Regions from separate parts of the Mus musculus genome. Here all the other regions are linked to region 4. Evidence: chromatin contacts called from public Hi-C and HiChIP or PLAC-seq data. All regions are on one chromosome and are shown on one strand. Each heading gives the region's core, a stretch centred on a gene start, on an enhancer-like site or on the middle of the called end of the contact. The rest is flanking DNA. Distances are from core to core; before and after follow the strand shown.

Region 1 (4,169 bases), core at 202-2,701, 2.2 Mb after region 4:
AGGACAAAGGTTATATTTTGACAAAACTAATTTAGTGTTTTCTGAAGCATATTTTTGGAGTCCAAATGACTATTCTTGATGGAATCTCTCTAAACAGGCCCTCATTTTTGCTTAGACCAGATCATTCTGACTGACAAATAGAGTTTTTCTTCTTTGTTTAAAAGTCTTGGCAGAAATGTATGACTGCCGCAGCTATGGATTCTTTCGTCCCCTTATATCCTCTGGGAAAAGGGCCTACTTTCCAGGGGCAATCATAGTAGATCTTCCAGAAGCCATAAAACTAATAAGGCAATAAGGACATCTAAACTCCAGCAGTTTTGAAGAAAATGACTTCTTAAAACTCTGTTTCTTTTAGAGTTGCATGAGATCAGCATGGTAGGAAGGTTGACAAAGTAGACAGGGTCAGAGGTATATGCATTTCTGTGAAGAAGGGACTTAATTCACAAGGAATTTTACTAAAATCAATGCAGATCCACCAACTGTATGACTGCAAATTTGCTTAAGAATTTAATCATTTGTTGAAATTTAGTATTTCTGACTTCCTGAGAATAGTATTTCCAAGAAGACCCAAGATTATTCCAAAATCTGGATAATTTTAGATTTGTCAACCTCTTGTAAGTGGAAAAAAAATCAGATGACAAAAAAAATAAAAAACAATGAAAACATTTTAATTTTATGGTTTTTACACAGACTGATTAGTTTGTGGTAAATTATGACTTTTCTTTTTAATCAACTCCAACTCTAAAGTTGGCTGGACCAAGTACGTAGACGAGAGCTGCGCTGAACTTGGCTTTGGCTTCTTTTTTCTGTGCTGTCTTCTTAAAGGCTGTAAGTAGAAGCCTGGGAAATGCAAGGGAGGTTTTTAATCTTTCTCTTTCTTTTTTGAAAGCGCAGAATTTGGCCTGGAGGTTGGCTATTTGCATCCAGTGGGGTCTTGAGAGATGCTGTACTTTATCTCATCCTCATTGTGAAAATGTGAGCACACATATGAGGATGCAAACACATCCACAGTCGCTGAACGCAGCATTAGAAAATGTAGCTGTTCCAAACTGAATTATCATTGGGGGTGACGTTCGCTTTCTGAACCTTGAAAAACTTTAGTGGGGGAAAAAAAAACCCTGGTAATACAAACCACATGGTTGCCTCATTCTCCCGCCGTTCTTGGCAGAACAAGTGCTGCCTGGCAACCTCGCTGTCAGCTGGGCCGAGTAATCATAGCAGTATTGCCCTGTCGTTAAATCTAATGCTTTCTTTCTGAGAACTCATCAGTGGATGCTTTTTCTTCTTATCAGTCTTCTTGGTAATGTTTGAACAGGGCTTCTGTGCATGAAGAGAACACATCCCTGTAGAAGGAGTTGCTGAAATAATAAAACACACACACACAAGTGCTCTAATGACTCTGAAAGGGGAAGTTTTTTAAAAAAAAAAAAAAAAAAAAAAAGAGGAAGAAGAAGAAGCAGCTTGCAAGGAGTGCTTTCCTCTTGCTTGTTGCTTTGGACTTTGGCCCCACAGAGGCCTGTAACCCAGCCTGACCTTACTGGCCAAATTCCAGTGTTTTCCTCAAGCCTTCCAGAAGAGCCTTTCTCCCTATGGAAACTTGAAGGGCAAGCTTTGAATATATGAAATTCTGAAATCAGAATGTAAAAACTTATGAGAAAAAAAAAGAAGTGTTCTTGTATTTGGTCCTGGTTATCAACAATATAAAAGGCATAAAAAGGCAGTACTTTAATTTTAGCATACTTAAAAGGAAAAGAAAATATGCCTTTGAATCAACCCAGTAGGCTGAATTAGAGTTAAGATGATACAATTATGATAAAGCGTGGTGGCACATACCTTTAATCCCAGCACTTGGGAGGCAGAGGCAAGCAGATCTCTGAGTTTATGGCCTGATCTACACAGTGAGTTCCAGAGCTCACAGAAAACCCCTGTCTCAAAAAAAAAAATCAAACCAAACCAATCAAAAACAAGCAAACGAAATGTTATAATAATGGAGTGTTTGAAGGCAGCCTTCCAGGAAAGGGATACTACTAGAGCAGCCACAGCCACAGGGAGCACGGCTAAAACAATACTACAGTCAACATGAAATTAAAATCCACCTGGCCGAATGTTTCTTTGGACAAATGCATCAACAAGGACTTCATTGAACTTTTCTATTCCTTTTGAATTCAACAAAGTAACATATAAAGTGGCCAGTCAAGCTCCTGCACAGAGCTGCCTGTGCTCTGAGATCCCGGGCAGGAGCTCCGAGCCAGCCCTTAAAGGCCTATGATGCTCACCAGTGCTTCACAGGCCTTCTTTCTTCTTCCTTCACTTGTCATTACTTTGGCTTCTTCTCGAGTACAGTGACTCTGAAGAATCTAGAAAGAAGGTGGCTTCCAGCTCAGCAGCTACAGAAGGTCTGGAGAGCACTAGCCTTGGTGAAGAAAACTTGCTCTCCGTGGTCCTTGAACCCACGACTCTGAGTGTGCTCTAAGCTAAGTGTGTGATGACCCAGAAGGAACAACGAAGGTCTTCACCGGCACGCAATCCAAGGGCAGCCTTGTTCCAACTTTGTGTCATGGGTGACGTTCTTCCTGGTAGAATGGAACATTTTAGACTGCATTTCTTTGATGGAGCTTTAAAACCTTGCAAGATCCATTTGTCCTTAAAAGCTCAACTTCCTTCCTGTTGAGAAGCTCCATAAATAAAGATTGCCAGCATGTGGGTAGAGTCAGGGTCGCTTGATGCTTCCAAAATCCTTGTGGTCCTTGTGGGCTTCATAGTCTTTCTAGAGGGGGACGGCATCTGTAAGGCTTGACAAGAGCCACAAAAATGACCAGTCATCCTCTGAGGGTGACTTTTAGCTTTGTTAACACATTTAAACTTATTTCCCTAGAAGACTGTATAAATGTCATGTCTCCCACATTTTCCATATGTTAACATGACATTAATCTCGAGTCTAACTTTTTCCTTAGTTCCAAAATATGTCACTAGTTGGTTTTGCTCTTTCATTGCTGCAATAAAAAAAAATTATTAATTTTTAAAGTTAGCATACAAACTAATGGGTTTCATTGTCGAATTTTCATATATTATATATAACTCATATATATAATATGTCATTATACTTTGTTCTAATTTTCCCCTCCCCCACTGGCATCCTGCTGAGATCCCAGTCCCCTCTGGTTCATTCTCTTCCTCTCCCCACGAGTCCTCCCATCTGCTCTATTTGGTTATTTTTAGCCCAGCCCTCTCTGTTTATCTTCCTTTATATCTCATTAAGCCTATCTCCTCCTGCATCCTTCTCCCGATGGGACTTTTCAATTCAGTGGCCTCCTGTAGCTATTTTTAATTCATTAATAAAATAATAAGAAAAAAATAGGTTTTTTTTTCTTCAATGCCACATTTTTCAAGTGCTAGTGCATACTGTAATGACCAGAGATCTTTTCTATCATTATAGGAAGTTCTGAGGGCTTAGTACCACTATCAGCTGTATGAGACATCAAGACATAGGCTTGTCTCTCTTTCCTATTCTACCCCAGGGCTGTGAGCATCCAACTTATAGTAAATACACAATAGGATTTGCTGAGAAGTAGCATTTTTAGTTCCTTCATACTCCTAATGAAATAAGGCTAAGGGTTGGGAAGACACAACTTTAAAATATTCCTTCACTGTGAGCAGCAAAGGTATGAGGTTTGTTTGGTTTTTTTGTTTGTTTGTTTGTTTGGTTGGTTTTTTTTGGTTTTTTTGTTTTTGTTTTTTTTTTTTTTTTTTTTTTTTTTTGGACTGGTTGTTTTCCAAGATGGTTTCTCTGTGAATCCTTGGCCATCCTCCTGGAATAATCACCTTGGCCTTGAACTTAGGGCCTGCCTGCCTCTGCCTCAGAGGGCTGGGGATGAAGGCATGCACCACCACTACCTGGCAAAAGATAAGAGTTTAATTATAGTAAAATGTGGGCTGGAGGACTGGAAAAGGGGCAAACAGAGGTAGGTAGTCAGTAGTGAACCGTTAAAGGATTAATAGTTCACAATGACTTAATATTTTTCATTCTGTACCAAGCCTGGTGGCTCACACCTGAAATCCCAGCACTCAGGAAAATTTCTGGTTCAGGGCCAGCCTAGGATATATAAGGACACTTTACTTCTTAACAACAAATGTTAAAATTCTATTAAATGCTGAAATTGAGTTCAAGT
Region 2 (3,970 bases), core at 722-3,221, 2.0 Mb after region 4:
GTCTTCCTGTTTGTGTGTATGCACACGTGTCTGTGAGCCTACGCATGTACACAAATTATCTAATATTAGTTTTATTCCAGTTTCATCTACTTGAAATCAGCCTATTTTCTAAAGAATAATCCAGTATTGAGAACTGTAGGCAGAGGGTTTCCAAACATTCCCTTTAAAGCGGGTTCAGTTCACACAGGTGTCCAGTAGAAGGGCTAAAGTTTACACCAGAATCTGAGAGGGATCCAGTTCAGAATTCATATATCCTTGGGGTGATGAAAAAGATCTGAGTTACTAGTGAGAAAGGCAGAGGGAGCTGGACTGGGCCTCAAACAAGAGACTGTTACTCATGTCCACAACTTGTGACTTATTTAGCCTTAGACAAGCTGTCAAGGAGAAGTCTCCGAGACACGGTGATATTTCTGATTTGAACATAAAGTTTCTTTGAGGGAAATAATCAAAAGAAAGAGGGACTACCCATCCAATGGGATTAGAAACAGACGAGGGCCTGGAAGCTTCCTTGGGGACAGATGTACTCACTGAGCAAGAGAGGAGGAGAGAGGGCCAGGTCGCTGGCTTTTTCAATCTCTTTGTCAGTGGATTATAGATGTAGCTATAAGTTTAACTGTGTTGCCTCATTAGCTGTGTGACTCTGGGCAAGTTCTTTCTGTCTCTGATTTTGGCTTCCTTTACTATAACATAGGGATGACAGTATAACTATACATGTGTCCTGAGTTTGTTTTCCCTGATTCTCTGAGCACTTCCCTGGTTTCATGTTTTGATGTGCCCCCTTGTTTTTATTGCTTTGGCTCCCAAGAGTATGTATAGAGGGGGTGTGTCTATATTGCTTTCATCTCCTTAATAAAATCCAAGCTTGAAGAGAGGAGAAAAATATACAGTGGACTCCTTGCATGTCCCTTTTAGCTGCTAGAATGTAGGTCCTATAGCACTGGACAAATACGTGCTAAACAAATGAGGTTGTTAAGACCCAGCCACAAAAATTCCCTCTGCTGTGGATCAATTACACAGAGTAGGAAGAAGCAGGGGTAGAATAATTTAGCCAGGGTCTGGGTGTTTATTTCCAGTTCATCTGTGGCTATATATAGGCTCTATTACAGTGAGACTGATAAAGGAGAGGTGACATTTTGGAAGGAGTGAAGAAAATTTGGGTATTACAGCCCAACATTTGTCTAGTCCTCAGTTGATAGCAATACACATTTCCTTCCCCCTGGCTAAATTTGGATCAAATGCTGGCTGAGTGCACAGAACAAGCCAGAAAGGCATTGTACCTCTATTTTGTGACATATGAGCTCCCTGCTTTAATCTCCCCTCTACTGTATAAAAGAAGATCTGAGGCTGTTAGCCTTCAATCCGGTGATTCATGCAGCTGGCACACAATAGATCCCACCTCTTTCCTCACTGCCACACAGTACCAAGCTAAACAAAATGTCTTAGAAAGCTCCAGTACATGGAGCTGGCCTGTCACAGCCCCTCCCCTCCCCTCCCCCAGTTCTCCCCTCCCTCACTTCTTCTTTTTTTTTTTTTTCTCTCCTTTCTTTTTCTTCTTGTATAGAGCAAAAGAGTCCAAATGCCTAGCACCTGCCTTTTTACTGACATTTCCACAAAGGTAAAGAATGAACCTTTTGTCAGCTCCATCCAAATGATCTGTTCTGAAACAATGAGATAAAACAGCCTGGGCCCCTCTCCCTGATACTCGATTATAGAGCAGAAGATTTTATTGATTTAATGAGGGATCGAGGTTTTTTGCCCAGCACCCCTTGTGGCAGAGGAACAAGTCTTACTGGCAGGTACCTCCGCAGAAACGCTTCTTTCAGATCCGTTGGGTTATTTTTTAGAAGTGCATCTTTCTGGTTTTGGCTCTGAGAAGACCCACAGCAAAACTTCCCGGGCTACATGAAGCAGTCAAACTGCCTGCAGTGATTTCAGTATGTATCTCCAGGCAGGGAGAGGCACAGAGGGGACGCTGCTCAGCGCTGCAGGGGGAGGTGGCAGGAGAAAGCAGTTTGAATAAAGAAGGAGAGTCAGGGAGAGGAGACAGAAAAAGAAATGACGTTTCTCTCTGCAAGAGTCTGTGTGCACACCTATTATTTCTCAGTGCTATCTGTGTCTATTTCGGCTCGGTCCCTAACCCCTCCTCCCTGCTCACCACCCTTCCGCTGCCCTTCCCCCTCCCAGTCCATTACCCAAGTTTGATCAGAGAAAAAAAAAAGTAGGGAAGGGGCTTCAGGCACTGTGGTCCCTGTGGCCCTTTCTCTGCACAGCTCCATAATCTTTTTGGCTTTTGTTCTTTTCCTCTTTGGGGGGTCTCATGATATTATTATTGACATTTTCATATGGTAATCATTTGAATTCTGTGTGTCTTCTTTTCTCACTGCCCTATTTTTTTACATAGCATCTGACTTCATTGTCCACTGAGCTGTGGTGAAAGGGACACTGCCAGTCACCTGCTGACCAAATTTAAGCAGCCATCTACTATTCAGACCAATTGTGCTGTTTGTTCATAGACTGGACAGCCAGAATTCCTGTTAATGCAAGCCTATGTCTCCATACACGGTGTACATTTATTTAAATAGATTTATGCATTCCACCCATAGATTAAACCCCCCACCACAACCACCATCACCACCACCAAACTCCCCCTGGTGTTACTGTTTCTCTGATAGCTAGCTTGAAAAGAAACAATTCCTAAGAGCTTGTGGTTTCCAAAAACCCAGCCCTTCCCCCCTGCCTTTCAGTTTACACAAAATGAGGGCCCGCCCCTCCCCCACAGCCTCTCTGCTCTTTGCCTCAAGCCAGTCTGAAAGCAGGGGGCAAAATCATTACTTCCCAATTACCTTAAGCCATGCAAGATAACCTCTCTCAAGGGCTGCTAGTAAAATATGCACACGGTTCCAGTGTCTAGACAGTTATGAAATATAGGTGAAGGGCTTGGCCGCTGCCGGAACCCTGATGCATCCCAAATGAAGTGCTTTTATTAAAGAAGTATAATCACCATGATAACTAATTACGTCAATACCACATAGTTAATTAAACCCATTATAGTTACTACTCCCTTGGGGGAGAGGTCAAATAAAGCCACTGTCTTCTTGATACTACTGTGATAACAAAAGAAGGAAAAATTAAGAGAAACAATGCAGATCTCTTGTCTTCTGCCCCCTACACACCCTAATATTCACTGTCTATTAAGTCACATAAGAGGGTTTCCAAGTGTAACTTATACCTGAACATCGCTAGGTTTTCAAAAGACCACTTCTGAACATACGTCTCCCTTGAGTATAAGCCTCCCAACTGTTGGCTTGAAGAGTGAATGAATGAATACCACTGAGGTTTTACTAATATCTTGCCAAGAGACATGATGGAGAGGAGGGCTTATGTTTCAGTTCATGCTAGTTTCACCACGAACACCAGGAATGTGGCCTTGTGCTCCCGGGCAGGGCTGAGTGGGGACTGTGGCAGCAACAATGAAGGTTAGGTATTAAAGCTTATTTGACAGCCTTTAAAAGCACACAGATTCTATATGCTGTGTTTCAACAGCAACCTAACCTCAGTGTGCCAGATGCCAAAAGGATTCAGATATGAATGTGGAAGCAGAATTGCCAAACTCCATTGCATATGACATTGGCTTTCAGGAGAATTTGAATATGCAGAGATAGAGAAAGAGATGGGGAGAAGAAAAGAGGGAAGGACATAGGGGGAGAGAGAGAGAGAGAGAGAGAGAGAGAGAGAGAGAGAGAGAGAGAGAGAGAGAGAGAGAGAGAGAGTGTTAGATGCTAATCTCTAGACAATAAAACCAAGATGTTTTGAGCCTCCTCATCTGGAAATTCACCAAGTCATTATATCAGTGTCCCAGTGCACCTTCTTCTCAAAGAAGTTCATTGTACATAGAACAGATTTGCATTTACTTCTGCTAATTGACAAAGAAAACTTTGTATAGAAAGGCTGGGCACAGAGAGGACAAATG
Region 3 (4,072 bases), core at 9-2,508, 2.2 Mb after region 4:
ACAAAGAATACAATTAGCTAGTGTAGGCCATACACTTATGTCAATGTTCAAATAGAGTAAACATCTCCTCCCTGAAAATTTCACAGACTTCTAAAGGCAATACCTAATGACCACGTTCTAGAACATACAGAAAACAGAACCTTGCTATTAGATTATTATTCACTCCAAGACACTGTTTCTAGAACTGTCAAGACAAAGTAAATTTCTTACTTTATTCATTCAACCATTCTCTATGTAGCATATGACTAAATGCAACAGCTATTTTCTGGCTGCTGGTTATCCAATGAGAGCATTGTGAGCTTGGCATGGGTGCTAGAGTTGGCTAAGAGATTAAGAACAGTTACCGCTCTTACTACAGAGGACCCAGGTTTAGGTCTCGATGGCCAAATGAGAGTTCACAACTGTCTGTTATACCAGTTTCAGAAGAATCCAGTCTTTCTCTGATCTTGATAGACTCCCACATATGTAAGGTGCACACACACATACACATAAAATAAAGTAAATATTCAGTCAAAATGGAATGAGGGCTATGTCACAAGCTGTAAGTTAGCAGCTAGCCAATGACTAGTGATGGAACTAATAATAATGATGATAATAATAACAATAATAATAGAACTGGTGTAAGGCAGCCAGTTCTAATGCTTCTAGCAAAATCACAATATTAACAGTTAATATTTCTCATGTATGCATTTAAAGTTCCAAAGCAGGACATCCTTGCTTGATTTGAGTTTCATTATATTTATATGATAGCATCAAAAAGCAGCAAAGCCATGTGTTTTGGAAACTTGTCTTCAGGAGATTCTAACCTCTGGTTCTCAGTAATCCGGGAAATATTTAGTTCTCATTTCTCACATGAGTCTGCAGCAGACAAGGAAGAAAAACAAAAGCTGGAAAAACAGAGCAGCTACATTTTTAGTACAGTGGGTATTTAGTACCGAGCTAAAAGCAGCTCTAGTTGAGGGGGAAGTATTTTGTCTTGGTGAGTCCACAGGGTAACAACGTCTTAGCTTGCGGTTTGTGGGTTTCCTTTGGTATACTCTGTCCCTCTAGATACTTCACTGTTGTTTCCTAATTTAAAATTCACCATTTCAAAATGTTCTATGTTTTCCTACTTAATGTCAGAAAATTTCCAAACTGTTCTACTTTGATAGCAATTTATTGAAAAAAAATCATGAAAATGCACAGTTTAGAGGCTTATCTCATAGGCCTCCAGCATCCGTGTGATATGTGGTCAGTTTTTGGACTACATTGCTGTTAAATCCATGTGTAATACGATCATCATTCCTAAATGTCTACATGGATGTCTACATAGGTGATATCCCAGTGGGAACTAGCCAGCACCATCAGAGCAAGCACGGCACACACTTGTTCCCAGTTTCTCCTGGATCGTTTGGACATTCTCTCCACTCTTCCTTATTCTTCCTTCCTTAACAGGATTCAACTTTTGTTTCTTCTTCACTGGAGCTTAAACCATACTGTGACAGTGTTATGGGGTTTGCCCTTCACTTCCTTTAGCTATATCTGGCATCCTCTGACTTCTTCTTTACTGGTAACAGTGTGGTGAGCAGGGCTCAAGGGTTCTGGAGTTCTTAGAACTGGACTTCAGATAAGAAGTAACGGTGTCTTAAACATCCCTTCCTAAGAAGTTCAGAGGAACTACATAATATAATACTTCCTACATGGGATTGAAAGAATCACAAAATCACTTTGCTCAAATAATTCAATTTTATACTTAACAATTAAGAAAAAAAAGAATGTTTAAGCTTAAAACCTTCAAACATAGCTTCTCTGAATCTACAGTGACTCAGTTGCCTTATAGAATATTTAGGAGTTCTATTAGAGGTTTTTAAAATGATAGTATTGGAGAATTCTGAAAAGAAAATGGCAGCACTACTAATAAAGTACAATAAGTGGGTATCAGGATTAGAACTGCAATATCATGTTAAAATTTCTACCTAGCTTGGTTGTCTGATTTTAGACATTTAAGGACTTTGGGGGGATGTTGTAGTAACTTTCCTGTGCTTCAACTGATTTCCTAAGACTTCGGGCAAGTCAATTTCCTTCAGAACACCTCGGCTTGTTACCATTTGTGAAACAGGAATGGGAACATCTCTAAATAGAACTCTCCGGAGAGTTCTGAAGTTGCTTCAAATGAAGCTGTTACATAACCAGGAAGCAGATCTTTTGTTTTTCTTCTTCTCAGGTAAATCCACAGAAGCTCTTTCAGTGGACATAATTAGATTGCCTGTTAGACCCTAGAAGTTACTTCCATCCCAACAGGGTATTGAACTTCCAGTCTGAATCGATCTTCATCATTTGCAGGTTACCAGGGCAGTACTTACGAAAGTGCACCATCTCATTCACAGAAATACGCTGATTGGGGAGTCAATAGCACATGTAAATGTTCTCCTGCAAGGACCCTGATAAATAAGAAAAATGTGGACACACTACAGGCAACTTGTGCCTAATTCCCTGTTCCGATTGTATTTTACTGCAAAACTCTTCTGGCTTCTCTCCTCTGAATAGCACAAAATAACTAGACGTATATATACCCGTATGTACTCTGTGCATATACTTATATTGCCTCCTGGAGTCCATTTCCCCTGCTCAGAAAATTGGCAAACTATCAGATTTGAGGACCAAACTGTTTTCAACATGTAAAGTTTATACAGATTAATGCTGCTCAGTGAATTATTGTGCTATCAGCATATATAGATTCCCAATAGAGTATCAAATATTGATTAAACTATATGGTAGACACATACCATCCTAGAGAAAAGTTCTGATTCTGCTCTATATACTTGTGGTACTTTATGTGCATTACGTGAGACTTGTCTCATTCTGACAAATGACAAACGGATGCATTGAGTGTTGTAGTAGCCATGATTTCAAGATGCCCAAAGCAACCTCCATTCTTCTATAATAGGTCTCTTTCCTGGAATATGAGAAGTACTAAGGAATACTGTAAGGAGAGATTCTGATGCTAACCCCATTTCCAGAGTTGGTTCTTGATTTGTCAATATAGAATCGGGGGTGGGGGATGGGGGTGGGAGGGCAATTGCTGGGCAGAGTGTACAGGTGGGACTACCCGGCTCCAGGAGGAAAAGAGAGATTCAAAGGAAGGAGAGCGGCTTTTCTGCCATGCTTTGGAGGAAAAAAGATGCAGCACTCATGTAAAGCCATGGGGGGAACTAGGGCCTGTGGCCTCCACTACAGACAGGTGGCCAAGAATGTTTGGCGGGGGCTAAGTGAAACAAGCCACTAAGTTTAGGGAGGGAGGAGAAACAAAATAATAAATTGGTAAGGGCAGCTTTTCTAGGTGGGAGATATCTGCACTCAGCAATTGTGACAAGTAGGAAAGTTATAAAGAAACGAAGCTGTCTGTGCGTCTTTTACCCAGATTCCAAGGTCTTGGGTGGGAGCTGGCAGCATGAGCCCTCCCAGAACAAAGGAGCGTAGAAAATGAAGCTGGGTTAGGGCTGGTGGTAGACAATCCTGGAGCTAAGCAGTGTGGAACAAAAGGAAAAGGAGGGGGTGGGGGTGAGCTGGTAGCACTGGGGCAGCTCCTGGGCTAAGGCGGCAACATTTTAAAATTACACACAACAGAGTACTATAGGCAATATACCTATAACTGAGTCCCAGGTCTCATCTAGCCTCACCTTACTTAGTCAGTGAAGGCTAAGTTCTCTTGGTGGAAATATCCTCAAGTACGAGAATACTTGTGTATAAGGCAAGGGAGATTTCTGACTTTGAAGACAGTCAGATGAGGAAGACCTAGGCATGTGACTTGTAGGGGCTTAGAACACATCTTTCAGACAACAACAACAACAACAACAAAACAAAGAAAAAAAAAGGAGAATCTAGGAACATAAAGTCTCTACAACTGCATGAAATTAAATGAGCTTGTTAAAAACCCCAGATTAGAACTCAGCTCAGCCAAGAGCTTAAATGTGAGTCCCTGTGTCTTAGTTAGAGTTTCCATTGCTGTGAAGAGACAGCATGACCAGGCCAACTGTTATACATGAAATTATTTCATTGGGCTGGGTTACAGTTTCAGAGGTTCGGTCCATTA
Region 4 (4,334 bases), core at 1,035-3,534:
CATACTTCACTGTTCTCATAAAGACTGTTTTGGAAGAACCAGCTACAACATTCCAGGACTTCATTTATGACACTTTATTCTAGAAGAGTAAAACAGTAAATGGCCAAAATTATTCTAGAGGTAACATGTTACCATTACAGTTAGACCCCAGCGAGTTGTGCTAGGACTTTACAGCATTTCTGATACGTTCAGCAAAACTTAATCTCTTCTGTTTTGCCATAAAATTGTGTGCCTCAATTATAACACTTTTTTTGATTTTTAAATTTTATTTTAATTAGGTATTTTCTTCATTTACATTTCCAATGCTATCCCAAAAGTCCCCCATACCCTCCCCCCCCCCCCCACTCCCACTTCTTGGCCCTGGCATTCCCCTGTACTGAGGCATATAAAGTTTGCAAGACCGATAAGAGCAAATACACTATGTGAGTTTGAACAAAATTTACTTTGGAGATGAGAAACCTGGGAAGCAAAAGGATTGAATTAGATGTAATAATCCAAACCAGTCTGGGTGTGGGAATGGCATCTGTAAGGAGACATGAGTTCTGCTGCACAAACTTGGAAGGTTTTGAGTTCGACTTCATGCACCAGACAACAGTGGAAGAGATGAATCTGTCTAAGTTGGATGCACCGTGGAAGTAGGTTGACCTAACTAGTGAAATCACCTGGGTCAAAAATAGAGAGGGTCTGCACGAAGATATAGAAGACGTGAAGATGGGTTGTGTTTTCCAGACTGAAGTACACACTCATTCTTTCTTACTTCAGGTGACATGTTGGTGAGAGCTGACAAAGGTCACATTGAGTCGAGGTACGTTGGCTTTCTCCTTTGCAGTCATGAAAGCCAGGTGCTTAGTGGAGAGGCTCTAACTTTACTCGCTAAGTAATGATGAATAAGTAATCACATTGTTTAGAATATAACAAGTTATTTTATTTGTAAAGGTTTTACTTTTATTCATATATGTATGTATATGTATATGATTATGTATGTAGGTGCCTGTGGAGACCAGAAGAAGCCTCCTGGAGCTGAAATTACAGAGTCAGTAAATAGCAGCCTTCTATAGCTTCTAGGAACAGAACTCCAGACCTCTAGAAGAGCAGCAGGTGCTCTTAACTGTGAGACCATCTCTCTAGTCCCATAGTGTGAGTTTTTGTGAAACATTTATATCAAACATTTAATCATACTTACTTTATAGGTATAAGCAGGGTCTAAATAGGTTCTCGTTAAACAGTAGGGATTTAAGGAGTTCTTATGAATAATTGAATAATAATGAAACATTTCCCCCCATTTTTAGATGTAATATTATACTAATCCATAGATTTGACATTAAAAAGGTCATAATACATTAAACCACTGCAAGTGAACATATCACACTGAAAACTTTATTGAAATGATTGTTTGTGATTCTTATTGTTCACATCCTGATCCCTGTATTAACTGCCCTCTGCACCCAGACATTTCCTTTGTTTTATGCATGGGAAGGAAGGCCAGGCTGAGCAGCACATATCTGCCTTAATGGACAGAGGAGGAGCCTGCCTACCCTGGTGCCTGGGCACATGAGTGCCTTTTTATCCCCTTTCCTCCTCGGGTCTTAATTAGCATCGGTGATTCAGGCTGGCTACATTTTTCATCCAAGTTTTTCTTTCAAGTTACGAATCAATAACTCGTTAATGAAGCCAGAAGAGAGAGAGAGAGAGAGAGAGAGAGAGAGAGAGAGAGAGAGAGAGAGAACACGAAGCATTCTTAAACGTCTACTACCACTCCCAGAAGCAAACCAACAAGCCTGGAGCTTCAGAGAAATCATTCAGCTAGCAAAACTGTGTGGTTGCTGGGAGGGAGGGTAATTGATTTAGTGAGGAGGATTGTAAGACCTTTAAGTATTCAGTTCAACACATAGTATATCAAATGTTGCTTTCAGTAGTATTAATATTTGCATTATGATTTTCAATTTCATCTTCATGAAATGTCATATAATACAGTCTTAATAAAATGCTTCTAAAGCTACCGTACATCGGAGGAGGCATTAATTCAACTTTCTCTAGATGAAGTTGTTTAGAAAAACATTACGCCTTAGACCTTCCGAAGAAGCTGAGTGGTGGTGGGGGGTGGGGAGGAGGCTGATCGTTAGCATTCATGCAGATACCAGAGAAGGTCATTTGCACTTCTGTGCCAGACCTTTCAAAAATAAAGTAAAAAAAAAAAAAAAAGGTCAGGTCTCAGCTCACAGTTCAGAGAACTGACCACTAGGTGGCAGAAGCGCTCCTTCTGCTAACTCAGCCTCTCCTGGTGTGGGCTGTAATTAGGTCAGTGTAAGTTAAAGTAGGGCTGAGAGATGAATAAAGTAGATTTTCTCCTCTAGAACACACTGCAGTTTAATTTCACTTCTTTCTACAGTGTGCGATGAAGGTGGACTTAACTTTTAAAGGCAAAGAGACAAACCACTGCCAGGATAAATGAGAAGACGCAGAGGGGGCAACTGGCACCACACAGGAGAGGAAATGCTTTCTGGCTGGTTCCTAATTTTCATATCCGGGTTATCGTCAGAAATCATTTTCAGAGGTAAGGTAATGAATGCTTTATGTAAGGAAGAGGTGACTTCTGAAGCCCAAAGGGGTGGGCTTGCTGGTGTTCAAAAATCCATTCCCTTTATTGATGATCCGTGCAATAAAGCTATTTTCTTTGATGATGTTTCATTTATTTATTTATTTATTTATTTATTTATTTATTTATTTATTTATCTAATTTTGTCAGCAGCCAGAAACATGTTAATCTGAGGAAAAGCTCCACACCCCCACACAGACTTCCCTTTCCTGGCGAGTGTGCCAAGGAGGAAGAGCTGCTGAAGGTGAAAGTTGAAACCTCCTGCTCTTGTCTTGGTGGCTCTGGGGAGGACAGAAAGACCTCAGCACATGAATCTAGCTCTAGCATTAAAACTGCAGCAGGCCACCATGGAGTGGTGTCCCCCAAAAGCATCTGGCTGCTGTGTTCACTTACATGAGGAACAGCAGAAAATGTGAACAATCACAGGGAAAATGTATCCTTTACCCAGCCCCAGCCGTTGACCATAGCATTGAATGTGTGCAAGGTCGGCTTCTGTTCTTTGTTTTTGCCTTTAAGAAAATAGGGGAAAATAGGGTTTAAGTTAGACATACGCTAGGTAGAAATGTTTCCTGATTCTAGATTCTCTATAGTTTGAGAGTATCTAGCTGAATGCAGTGTTGTTCCTTTAGATTACAGATTGTGTCACAGGTAGTTCCAAACTCAAAGACAGAGGAAGGGCAGTTGGTGACATAATTAAAAAAAAAAAAAAAAAAGAAAAGAAAAAAGTAAAGAAAAGGCACACACTGTATAATGGTCAATGAGAAGATGAGGTGAGCACAAAGCTGTGTCTCTGACAAACTGAGATTCCCCAGATAATTTCTGGGTTTTCAGATATGATTCTAAGATAATTCCCCAGCATTGCCCAGTTGTTAGTGTCGGTGCTACCCCCAAATTTCTTCTGCCTATTTGTCAGTACCTCATGCCTGTACACGCTGCTATCTGTACTGCATGTGAGATGATGCCTGAATCTGTGTGCTGTTCTGTGTTCATAGATTTGTCTCCAGAATCACAGACAGTCACATTAAATCTATATTCAATATGTTATATGACTGAATTCTCTGTTCTGTAAATGATGTCCTCTGCATGGCTCAATATTATAAAAAGGAAAAAAATGAAAGGGGACTGATGGAGAGTCGAGTAAGAAGCAAGTGATGAACAGATCTAAGAGAAGCATCTTGAAGTGTGGTTTTAAGGTGGAATCAGAAAACTGTAGTTTCCTTTTCCAATTGATTATTCCAACAGCTCCATTTGCTGATAGATATGAGGTAGATAGGAGACAAACAGATGTTCTGCTATTGAAGAGAGTAGGGGCAGAAAACAGTCAACAAATTATAATTTACAAAGACACTGGGCTGATGCTTGATCACATATCTCAGTGATCAGGTACAATCTTATCCTGAAATATCATTGCCAGCTAATCAGAGTTGTGGACAGAGTGGCAGATAACCAAAGAGTAAAAATAGTTACATAGACAAGGTGAACTAAGGAGAAGACATTTCATTAAAAACTATTATTTCTTTGTGAAAATGTATCATCTCTACATTTTCATTTTTTTTTTTTTGTTTTACAATGTAATGTCAAGTTGGATTTTAGAAAAGAAAACATGTTGATCAGTGAGAAGTGAATACTGTCTTCAGTGCTTTTAAAGCTCTGAGCACATTTTAAACAAGTCTGTGATGCAGAGCTAGAAACAGCATAGGCTGTCATTTTGGATGTAGGATACACAAGACTTATTGAC
Region 5 (3,871 bases), core at 249-2,748, 2.6 Mb after region 4:
TTTTTTTTCTTTTCCATTTTTTTATTAGGTATTTAGCTCATTTACATTTCCAATGCTATACCAAAAGTCCCCCATAGCCACCCACCCCCACTCCCCTACCCACCCTCTCCAACCTTTTTGGCCCTGGCAAGATTTTATCGAAAGGACCCAGATGTAGCTGTCTCTTGTGAGACTATGCCGGGGCCTAGCAAACACAGAAGTGGATGCTCACAGTCAGCTAATGGATGGATCACAGGGCTCCCAATGGAGGAGCTAGAGAAAGTACCCAAGGAGCTAAAGGGATCTGCAACCCTATAGGTGGAACAACATTATGAACTAACCAGTACCCCAGAGCTCTTGACTCTAGCTGCATATGTATCAAAAGACGGCCTAGTCGGCCATCACTGGAAAGAGAGGCCCATTGGACACGCAAACTTTATATGCCCCAGTACAGGAAAGATAAACTTTTAAAACACTTTTGTTACAAATGGAATCCCCAAATCTCCAAGTAGAGAGCACTCTCCTGAAAATGAATGCTCTCTAAGAGTACGTGACTATTTTTTGTGTGTGTATAAGTCTATGCATGAGTGTGTATCATATGTGCTGCTGCATATGTGTAGTTCTGTGCAAGTATGCATGTAGTTGTTCATGAATGTTTGTGGCCAGATGTGGCCCTATATATGCATAAAAATTAACATTTATATAAGTATGTATAGCTATACTTTTGTATACAGTGTGTCTGTGAGTGTGTGTGTGTGTGTGTGTGTGTGTGTGTGTGTGTGTGTGTCAGAGTATATGTGTGAGTGTGTATGTGTGTGTGTGGACATGAATATGTGTTGGGGAGGGGGACTGAAAGCTCACCTTTGAAGGTGTGATTTGGATCCTGTGGTTAATGGGTTGTTTTCAGAGGATCACATCTTGCTGCCCTTTGATTTGCTCAATAAATCCTCCTTGGCTTACAGCTTCACAAAGCTTACTGGGTTTGTTTGGTTTGGTTGCTTTTCTTTCTTGTGTTGTTGGCTATCTACCTTCTGAACAAACAGGCAGATGGGTGAGGCCACAAGTACGGTGGAGCTGTTTGTTACATCATTGCACATGCCACAAGCCCACAGTGACAACTACCACAGATGCACAGCTCTCGTCCCCAGGAAGGCACAGAGTATGTCTTGAGAAATTCTCTATGCCATTCCTCACAGAGACCTACAGCTGGAGCAAGGAGCAGGGGGCTTCTGGCAAGCAAGCTATCTTCATGTCTGTCTTCCTTGGGGAGAGAGAAGCTCAGCCTTGGTTACAGTCTCTTACCCTAGTGACAGTGTTAAAGTCCAAATTACAGTCTCTTCAATCTCTCTGCCTCACTACCCTGCAGTTATAACCAAACCCCTGAATAGTAACACTGAATAGTAACAATGTTTCCCTAAACTAAAAGCCAAAGAGAAATGGTTTTAATCCATTTATGCTTTAATCAGTGAGTCAGAAAGTGGCAAGCCAGAGTTTATTGCAAATCGTACCAGCAATCTGTCATCTTCGTGACTCATTCTTTCTGTGGGGAGATTTTTTGCTGTGATACAATTCATCTCCTAAAAATATCTAGTATTGACTGGCTGTACTTTCACAGCTGGATCTGGCTGCTTCTCTGACATTATTAAGGGACGGATATAAGAATCTTCTAACTCAATCAGGGAGTAATTTAAAGCAATGTCTCTAGCCCGCCATTCAAGGAATTGATTATCTTCTAGAGATATGGGGAGAAAATCTAAATAAACAATAAACAAAATGAAAATACAATAACAAAGATTGAGAAAACATCAGTGTCCAGAATGCACATAGAAATATTACCGAGTGTTAAACAAAGCAAACCAGTCAGAGGAAAGCGTGCAGACAGTGGATCCACGCACAGGAGATGTGTTGTCTGTAGACAGTGAAAGCGTTAGTAAAACAGACTACCAGGCTGACTGCTTATTTTTCTTTACTTCAATCCTAAATAACGCCAGTGGTAAAGCTGCCTTCTTAACAGAGACCATCATGTTTGCAGGTGCCCTCAATACCATTTGTAAGATCTCTGCCACATAGGACAAAGTGTAGAAGAAATATAAATGAGTAAAAGGCGCCAGATACTATCACTTTTGTTCATTAGGCTAAAGAAATTTCAAATGTTGATAACATCTAATATCATCGAGGATGATGGCAAATATTGGTAATGACATAGAGTGTTGGTGAGAGTTAGGTTTTCTCTCTATTGCTTGTCCAGTTGTAGTTTATTCAAGAAGTGGACAATTTGACCAAGTCTCTGGTATGCAAAATTGAAAATTACTTAGCACACAGTACACATATGGTATCTGCATCCCATCCTCAAAGGAAGTTTTTTGCCCAGGTTCCCTTCAGTGTGAATGGGACTGTCAATCATAGAGCCCCTCTGCTACTCTCAGTTCTGTCTCAGGGCTAAAATACTACAGCAGAACACCTGATAAGGTATTTCACTCAGAGACAGTGGCAGCTGCAGAATTCCCACAGAAGATGTTCTTAAAAACTCAACTCAAAAGGGTGGAGAGATGGTTCAGTGGTTAAGAGCACTTGCTGATCTTGCAGAGGATAAGGATGTGGGGGGATTGTAGTGGGGGGATGATAGTGGGAGCAGTAAAAGATCCACCTAGCATCTCAGGTTTCTCTTCCTCTTCTCCAGAGGAACTCTCCTTCATGAATGCTTTCTTTGCCTATATATGCATGTGTGTGGTAGTAGGTGTGTTTTATGTTTTGTAAAAGCATTTTGTGTCTGACCTCTTTTGCTAACACACACACACACACACACACACACACACACACACATATATATGTATGTATATATATATATATATATATATATATATATATATATATATATATATATAAAATAGTCACCTATATTTTGTCTTACAGGAGTAGTTTGTTCATTTTCATTGTCACATACAAATCTATGCCACAATTTATCCATTATTTATCCATTATTGATGTTTAAATTCATTACAACAACTATTTAAGCTGTTTCCAAAGAAAGGGAGTCAATGGGCTACAGAAGGTCTCTCTGCAACTACAATAGATGATAGCAGTTTCCCAAGGAAATTATGTCAATCTGTCCAGATATTAGTGTGCAAGAATGCCAGTTGCTTCCTGTCTTCCCCAGCATTTGATGCCATCTTTTGCATTTATCTTAGACTTTGGACAGATGGAATAATGCTCACTGCAGTTTCAATTTGCCTTTCCCTCGACTAGTGAGGTTGGTTTTATGTCTGGCCATATAGAGATCCTGTCACTGGCATGCACTTCAAGGTCTGTCCCTTCATCACCTGCAGGGCAGTGTGCTTCTTTTTAACTTGAAGGAACATTTTCTATTTCTGGAAAATATACTTTATTTTTGATACAGTTGTTGTGGGGAGCCACCCTCACATTCGCCATTACAAGATGGCGCTGACATCCTGTGTTCTAAGTAGTAAACAAATAATCTGCGCATGTGCCAGAGTAGTTCTCCACAACATGTGCTCTGCCTTCCCCATGACGACAACTCGGCCAATGGGCTGCAGCCAATCAGGGAGCGACCCGTCCTAGGAGGAGGATAATTCTCCTTAAAAGGGATGGGGTTTTGCCATTTCTCTCTTGCTCCTGAAGAAGTAAGCAATAAAGCTTTTGCCGCAGAAGATTCCAGTTGTCCTGAGCGTGTTCTTGCCGGCGGGGACAAAAACTCGGATAAGTTGTCAATAAATTCTGTGGTTTACTCTTTTTAGCTTCCCAATGACAATTTGATAAACAGAACTTTTCGATTTTAATACTATCCAGTCTGCTAACCTTTTGACATGTACTTCTCTAGCCCTTTTATGGCCTAGTTGGCCATCACTGGAAAGAGAGGCCCATTGGACTTGCA
Region 6 (4,326 bases), core at 864-3,363, 2.3 Mb after region 4:
CTGCTGTAAATGGCGAAATTATTGACTAGACTCTTTCTTAGTGACCGCTTACCAGAAGGAACTCCAGTGAGGGAGAATGAATACCCATAATGCCTGAGGGGAGAATAAGTCCCACCGCAGAACCAGGAGCTCTGAAGGGAAATGATGAATCCTTGAAAATGGGTCTTTCCATTTTGTAAGGGCACAGGTGTCTAGAACCTGCCTCAAGCCATCTTGACAGTTTTCTGAAGTTTTGAACTCTCAGCAGCATGAGGAGAAACCACACATTGAAAGTCCCAGGGTGTTTCTGCCTGCTTCACTCTGCCTGCCACAACAATGCCAGGATGTGTCTGCTCTTCCTCTCAAGTCAGACAGTTTGCCATTGGCCGAATTGTCAAAGTGGCCCCTTCAAACCCTCCCTTAGCCTTCAGACATCTCCAAGAAGTCCATCATCAGAATTCCCTACCAGATGCTTGAGTCTAGGGCAATGAATGCCTCTCCACACCTTCAGACCACTAGAGGAGCCATTTCTCGGCATGGAAAGGAAACACACATGGCATGGATATCAAAGGAGTGTCCTCACTCATCTGCCCACAGAGGCAACATGTTACATCAGATGAGAGGATAGGTACAGAGTCACACCTACCTTCCTAGAATGACTACTGCCGCAGTGTCTGCATTTATCATATTGTCCAGGCCACCGTTTCTTTGCCTGTGTAATGGGGACAATGTTGTTTGCAGTGTGGGGCTGTGAAAAGAATATATAGGAGCAGCTTAATAAATAAATAAATAAATAAATAAATAAATAAATAAATAAATGATGTAGTCTCCATGGTAGTTTCCTATTCCAATTGAGCATTTAAATTAACTACAGTCATTAATCCCAACAGAGAAAAAGGTTTATTTTGTATATAATTCTTACTTACATTCTATTTTATCTAAGCTCTAGGACAACTAACCCACGAACTTGCATCCCCCAAGACCCAGCAGTGGTTTCTGAAGCTCTGACTGCATATACAATTTTGGAAATGATTTCTAGGCAGAAAGGAAAATGGAGCCCTCTTCTTAGGAAATTAAAAGTGTGAGCTTGCCCTGAGAAATATTTACTTGGAGTGTTCAAATCAATTATTCTATGACTTTCTAACCATCGTCCAACTATTTACTCCATTAGAAACATCACACTAGGGGAGGGGGGCTAGCATGGACTTTTCTCAGTATATTGTAAGAAACCATCCTTAATGTTTTCAGGGATATTCTAGTCAAGCGGCCCCTGTAATGTGATTGCAAAGGACTTTCCCAAAATGGCCTAATTTATCCATGCAGCCAAAGAATGAAAATCTGGGCCTATAGCATAAGCCTCTAAGACTTTCTGAATACAAAAATCCATAGCTTGAACTCAAAGAAATAAAAAGACTCAGCACCAGGCTTCAAATTCCTGAGGTGGGAGTGTTGCACAGATCTCAGCATGCTGACACAGCAACCGGGCAGCTAAGCCAAGGAAAAGAGGCAAGGGGTGGGCATGGAAAAGACAAGAATAAAAGAAAGAGGGTTCCAGCTTCTTTCGTTTTTATAAAAGAATTTCTCAAAATTCTCGGCCTTGGGTGAAGAGTGGATCAAATGGTTACTTTTGAGAAACTTTTCCAATCCAGTATCATAATAGAGTTGGGCAAAATGATGTTGTTTGGGGCCCCCAATGGGAAATCATAAATTCTGGGTTATTAATGGTACTTTATGTACTGCTGGCTCTTAAAAACATTTTTCTGTTCTTGAGTCATGACGGAAGCTACAGCTTGAATTTAATTGTTCAATTTGCTTTTTTTTTTTTTTTTTCTTTCCTGGGTGAGCCAGCATTAGACTTGAGGAACTGAAAGTTTATACAGTTAGCAAGACTCCAGGGAACAGAGCTCAGCTGAGCTGAGCCAGTGAGCACAGCGCCAGAGATTATCTACCCTCCAGGAAAACGCAGATTCAGAAAGAAAGAGGGTGATTAGAAAGAATGGCAAAATGTCTCCATTAGGTTGGTGGGTCTGCCTTTCAAAATAAGAGAAACAAACCAAACAGAAAGCTTCCTCCTTGAAGTTCCTTAACTCCATTTTGATGCTCACTTTGGCTCACTGTTAGACAACTTACATTGTCCCTTAGCAGCTGTGCAAGATCCAGTGAGTCTTTAGGGAGGCTGCGGCCAAGAGTTGAGAGTTTAAGGGAGCAGAAAGGAGATCTCTGCTCACTAAATGATAGGCTGTGCGAATGCTGATGCTTTTTCAGCCTCTGTGCCTGTAAAGAAGATCTCTTAACTCCGGCTGTGGGCCTCACCCTTGTTTGTGTACCATGTTTTTGATGTTTTTACTTGAGCACATTTGAGTTAGACTTGAAGGAAACCAAACTTGTCATTTTCCCCAATCCACACAGAGACTGAAACAGAGTGAAATACAAGACATGGTGTGTCCTCTGTGTGTGTGTGTGTGTGTGTGTGTGTATGCATGTATCTCTCTGTGTATGCATGTGTGTCTGTGTATGTGTATGCATATGTGTATGTCTGTGTGTGTGTATATATGTGTGTGTTCAGGCATGTGTGTCTGTGTATGTGTGTGTATATGTGTGTGTCTGTGAGTGTGTGTGTATCTGTGTGTGTCTGTGTGCATATGTGTGTATCTCTGTATATGTGTGTGCATATTTGTATATGTGTATGCAGGCATGTGTGTGTGTCTGTGTGTATGTGTATGTGTGTGTGTTCATATGTGTGTGTGTGTGTGTGTATCTCTGTGTATGTCTGTGTGTGTGTCTGTATATGTGTGTGCATATGTGAATATGTGTGTATATGTGTGTGTGCAGGCATGTGTGTGTGTAGGCATGTGTGTGTGTATCTCTGTGTCTGTCTGTCTGTGTATGTGTGTGTGTGTCTATGTGTGTGTGCAGGCGTGTGTGTCTGTCTGTGTACATGTGTGTGTGACATGTTGAGCATCCTGAAATCTAATCTGGCCATTGAAAATCCCAGGCTGCTTTTTCTCAATTGTTAGATATTTTCCATCCAGATCTATAACAACGTCAGGTGCAAGTTTTGAGATTTACACAGACAGTGAACTAATATATTACAGGGATCTGAAAAAAAAAAGGACAAACAAAAATTACCTGAAGGGATACTGCACTATAGTCTCAACCCTTTCCTATATAGAGACACCGTGAGCTAGGGCTTCCTGCTCCTTTGGGCCCCAACTATAGATGGGCCCTGTCCTTCTGGGTTGAATTCCTCACTATTTTCCTGTGTCTGAATTTCCTGTAAATGATAAAACTGTAAAACAAAGAGTCATAACATCTGGACCTTCCTGCTTGGGACTTGATGAAGATAAATTGAGTACTAACAGGAAAAGACGGAAGAGCCCCCGTGACAGAGGCCAAGCTCATTCAAAAGGAAGAGCATTCATTTGACTGTGCTCGTGGCTTACTTAAAAACCAATGAAGAGGCAACGCGAAGGGCCCCTGAAGCCATCCCGGTACTCCCTGCTTTCTCTCAGCTCCAGCCTCAGCAGCCTAGAAGTAACTTGCCTCTAAAAACCAGTAAATCATTACTAAACATTGGTATTTTTATGGCACCTAAAAGTTTGGAATCCCCAGGACCACTCTGATAGAACCATAAAATTATTTTCATTGCTATTTCATAAATGTAGTTTTGCTACTATTGTGAATCATAATGTAAATCTCTGTCCTGCAGGATAGCTGATACAAGACTGCCAAAGGGCCAACCTCGACCCCCAGGCTGAGACCGGATGAATTCGCTGCTCTTTGTCCTACTTTAAAAGTTAAACACAAATGCAGGCCTCCTGTCTTCTGCTATCAGGGCTCACTGGGGTAGCAGAGAGATGGAACAGATTAGAACCTAGTCTGGGTTGTCCTTGTCCAATGAACAAACATCTCAAAGTCATCTCTTGTTTATCTCGCAGGAGCCTTGCATATCCCTGAGAAACCTCTAGTGGGGCCATCTCTGAGTGCTCAGAAATAGTCCTCCCCCAGATTGTCTTCACTGTTAGAAATAACTGAATGTTCATCGACTTTTGTCTCTTGTCTCTACACCCCCACACACATACACACACAAGCTGAGTGTCCCTCACCCTCGAAGACGCAGAACAAACTTGCATGTTATCATTTATTATCTCTGATGAAACTTACGTCTGTTTTCACTTCCACAGAGCAATCCAAGTCTTCATGATGCCTCACTAGGGCCTCTTGGAAAGGTGGAAAGGGACCTCTAACAAAGGGGGGAGGGGAGGGAGAGAGCCTGACTTTTTCAAGGGTTTGTTTGCACAGTTGAGGTTTTGGTACACTGGTGCTGGCATCTCTCCCTTTGGAGCC

The links. HiChIP or PLAC-seq counts read pairs in DNA pulled down with a chosen protein or histone mark. A called contact is a pair of places that touch in the nucleus more often than the background predicts.
Region 1: a contact with region 4 is called in a Hi-C map of cerebellar granule neurons, with 2.6 times the contacts expected there. The contact joins two enhancer-like sites. A contact is called at or near these places in 1 of 484 Hi-C or Micro-C datasets (cerebellar granule neurons) and 2 of 115 datasets of contacts at active chromatin or transcription factors (acute myeloid leukemia and large pre-B cells).
Region 2: a contact with region 4 is called in an H3K27ac HiChIP or PLAC-seq map of VIP interneurons, with 7 times the contacts expected there. The contact joins two enhancer-like sites. A contact is called at or near these places in 1 of 484 Hi-C or Micro-C datasets (cerebral cortex) and 2 of 115 datasets of contacts at active chromatin or transcription factors (VIP interneurons and acute myeloid leukemia).
Region 3: a RAD21 HiChIP or PLAC-seq map of pro-B cells shows a contact between it and region 4, with 24 times the contacts expected there. The contact joins two enhancer-like sites. A contact is called at or near these places in 1 of 15 datasets of contacts at CTCF or cohesin (pro-B cells) and 1 of 115 datasets of contacts at active chromatin or transcription factors (large pre-B cells).
Region 5: a contact with region 4 is called in a Hi-C map of the N1E-115 cell line, with 12 times the contacts expected there. The contact joins two enhancer-like sites. A contact is called at or near these places in 21 of 484 Hi-C or Micro-C datasets (the AML12 cell line, the N1E-115 cell line, adipose-derived mesenchymal stem cells and 11 more) and 1 of 115 datasets of contacts at active chromatin or transcription factors (astrocytes).
Region 6: a contact with region 4 is called in a Hi-C map of the C2C12 cell line, with 4 times the contacts expected there. The contact joins two enhancer-like sites. A contact is called at or near these places in 2 of 484 Hi-C or Micro-C datasets (the C2C12 cell line and cerebral cortex) and 3 of 115 datasets of contacts at active chromatin or transcription factors (acute myeloid leukemia, embryonic stem cells and large pre-B cells).

The regions. Positions count from the first base shown.
Region 1 is chr10:17,520,945-17,525,113 of GRCm38.p6, forward strand. The region is part of intron 3 of Gm32543 (a long non-coding RNA gene); the gene reads right to left. Among named protein-coding and RNA genes, the nearest start is that of Gm32656, 140 kb to the right of the region's middle. Within about 2 kb of position 1,452, at least 119 of the 459 cell types and tissues checked have an H3K27ac peak or open chromatin away from gene starts, as enhancers often do. A contact at or near this core is called in cerebellar granule neurons, where this site is marked.
Region 2 is chr10:17,329,745-17,333,714 of GRCm38.p6, forward strand. No RefSeq gene overlaps it. Among named protein-coding and RNA genes, the nearest start is that of Gm20125, 240 kb to the left of the region's middle. Within about 2 kb of position 1,972, at least 98 of the 459 cell types and tissues checked have an H3K27ac peak or open chromatin away from gene starts, as enhancers often do. A contact at or near this core is called in VIP interneurons, where this site is marked.
Region 3 is chr10:17,484,148-17,488,219 of GRCm38.p6, forward strand. No RefSeq gene overlaps it. Among named protein-coding and RNA genes, the nearest start is that of Gm32656, 170 kb to the right of the region's middle. Within about 2 kb of position 1,259, at least 89 of the 459 cell types and tissues checked have an H3K27ac peak or open chromatin away from gene starts, as enhancers often do. A contact at or near this core is called in pro-B cells, where this site is marked.
Region 4 is chr10:15,298,012-15,302,345 of GRCm38.p6, forward strand. No RefSeq gene overlaps it. Among named protein-coding and RNA genes, the nearest start is that of Gm23892, 320 kb to the left of the region's middle. Within about 2 kb of position 2,285, at least 70 of the 459 cell types and tissues checked have an H3K27ac peak or open chromatin away from gene starts, as enhancers often do. A contact at or near this core is called in the C2C12 cell line, the N1E-115 cell line, VIP interneurons and 3 more, where this site is marked.
Region 5 is chr10:17,859,788-17,863,658 of GRCm38.p6, forward strand. No RefSeq gene overlaps it. Among named protein-coding and RNA genes, the nearest start is that of Gm20655, 26 kb to the left of the region's middle. Within about 2 kb of position 1,499, at least 35 of the 459 cell types and tissues checked have an H3K27ac peak or open chromatin away from gene starts, as enhancers often do. A contact at or near this core is called in the N1E-115 cell line and muscle stem cells, where this site is marked.
Region 6 is chr10:17,558,323-17,562,648 of GRCm38.p6, forward strand. All of the region lies in intron 3 of Gm32543 (a long non-coding RNA gene), which reads right to left. Among named protein-coding and RNA genes, the nearest start is that of Gm32656, 99 kb to the right of the region's middle. Within about 2 kb of position 2,114, at least 69 of the 459 cell types and tissues checked have an H3K27ac peak or open chromatin away from gene starts, as enhancers often do. A contact at or near this core is called in the C2C12 cell line, where this site is marked.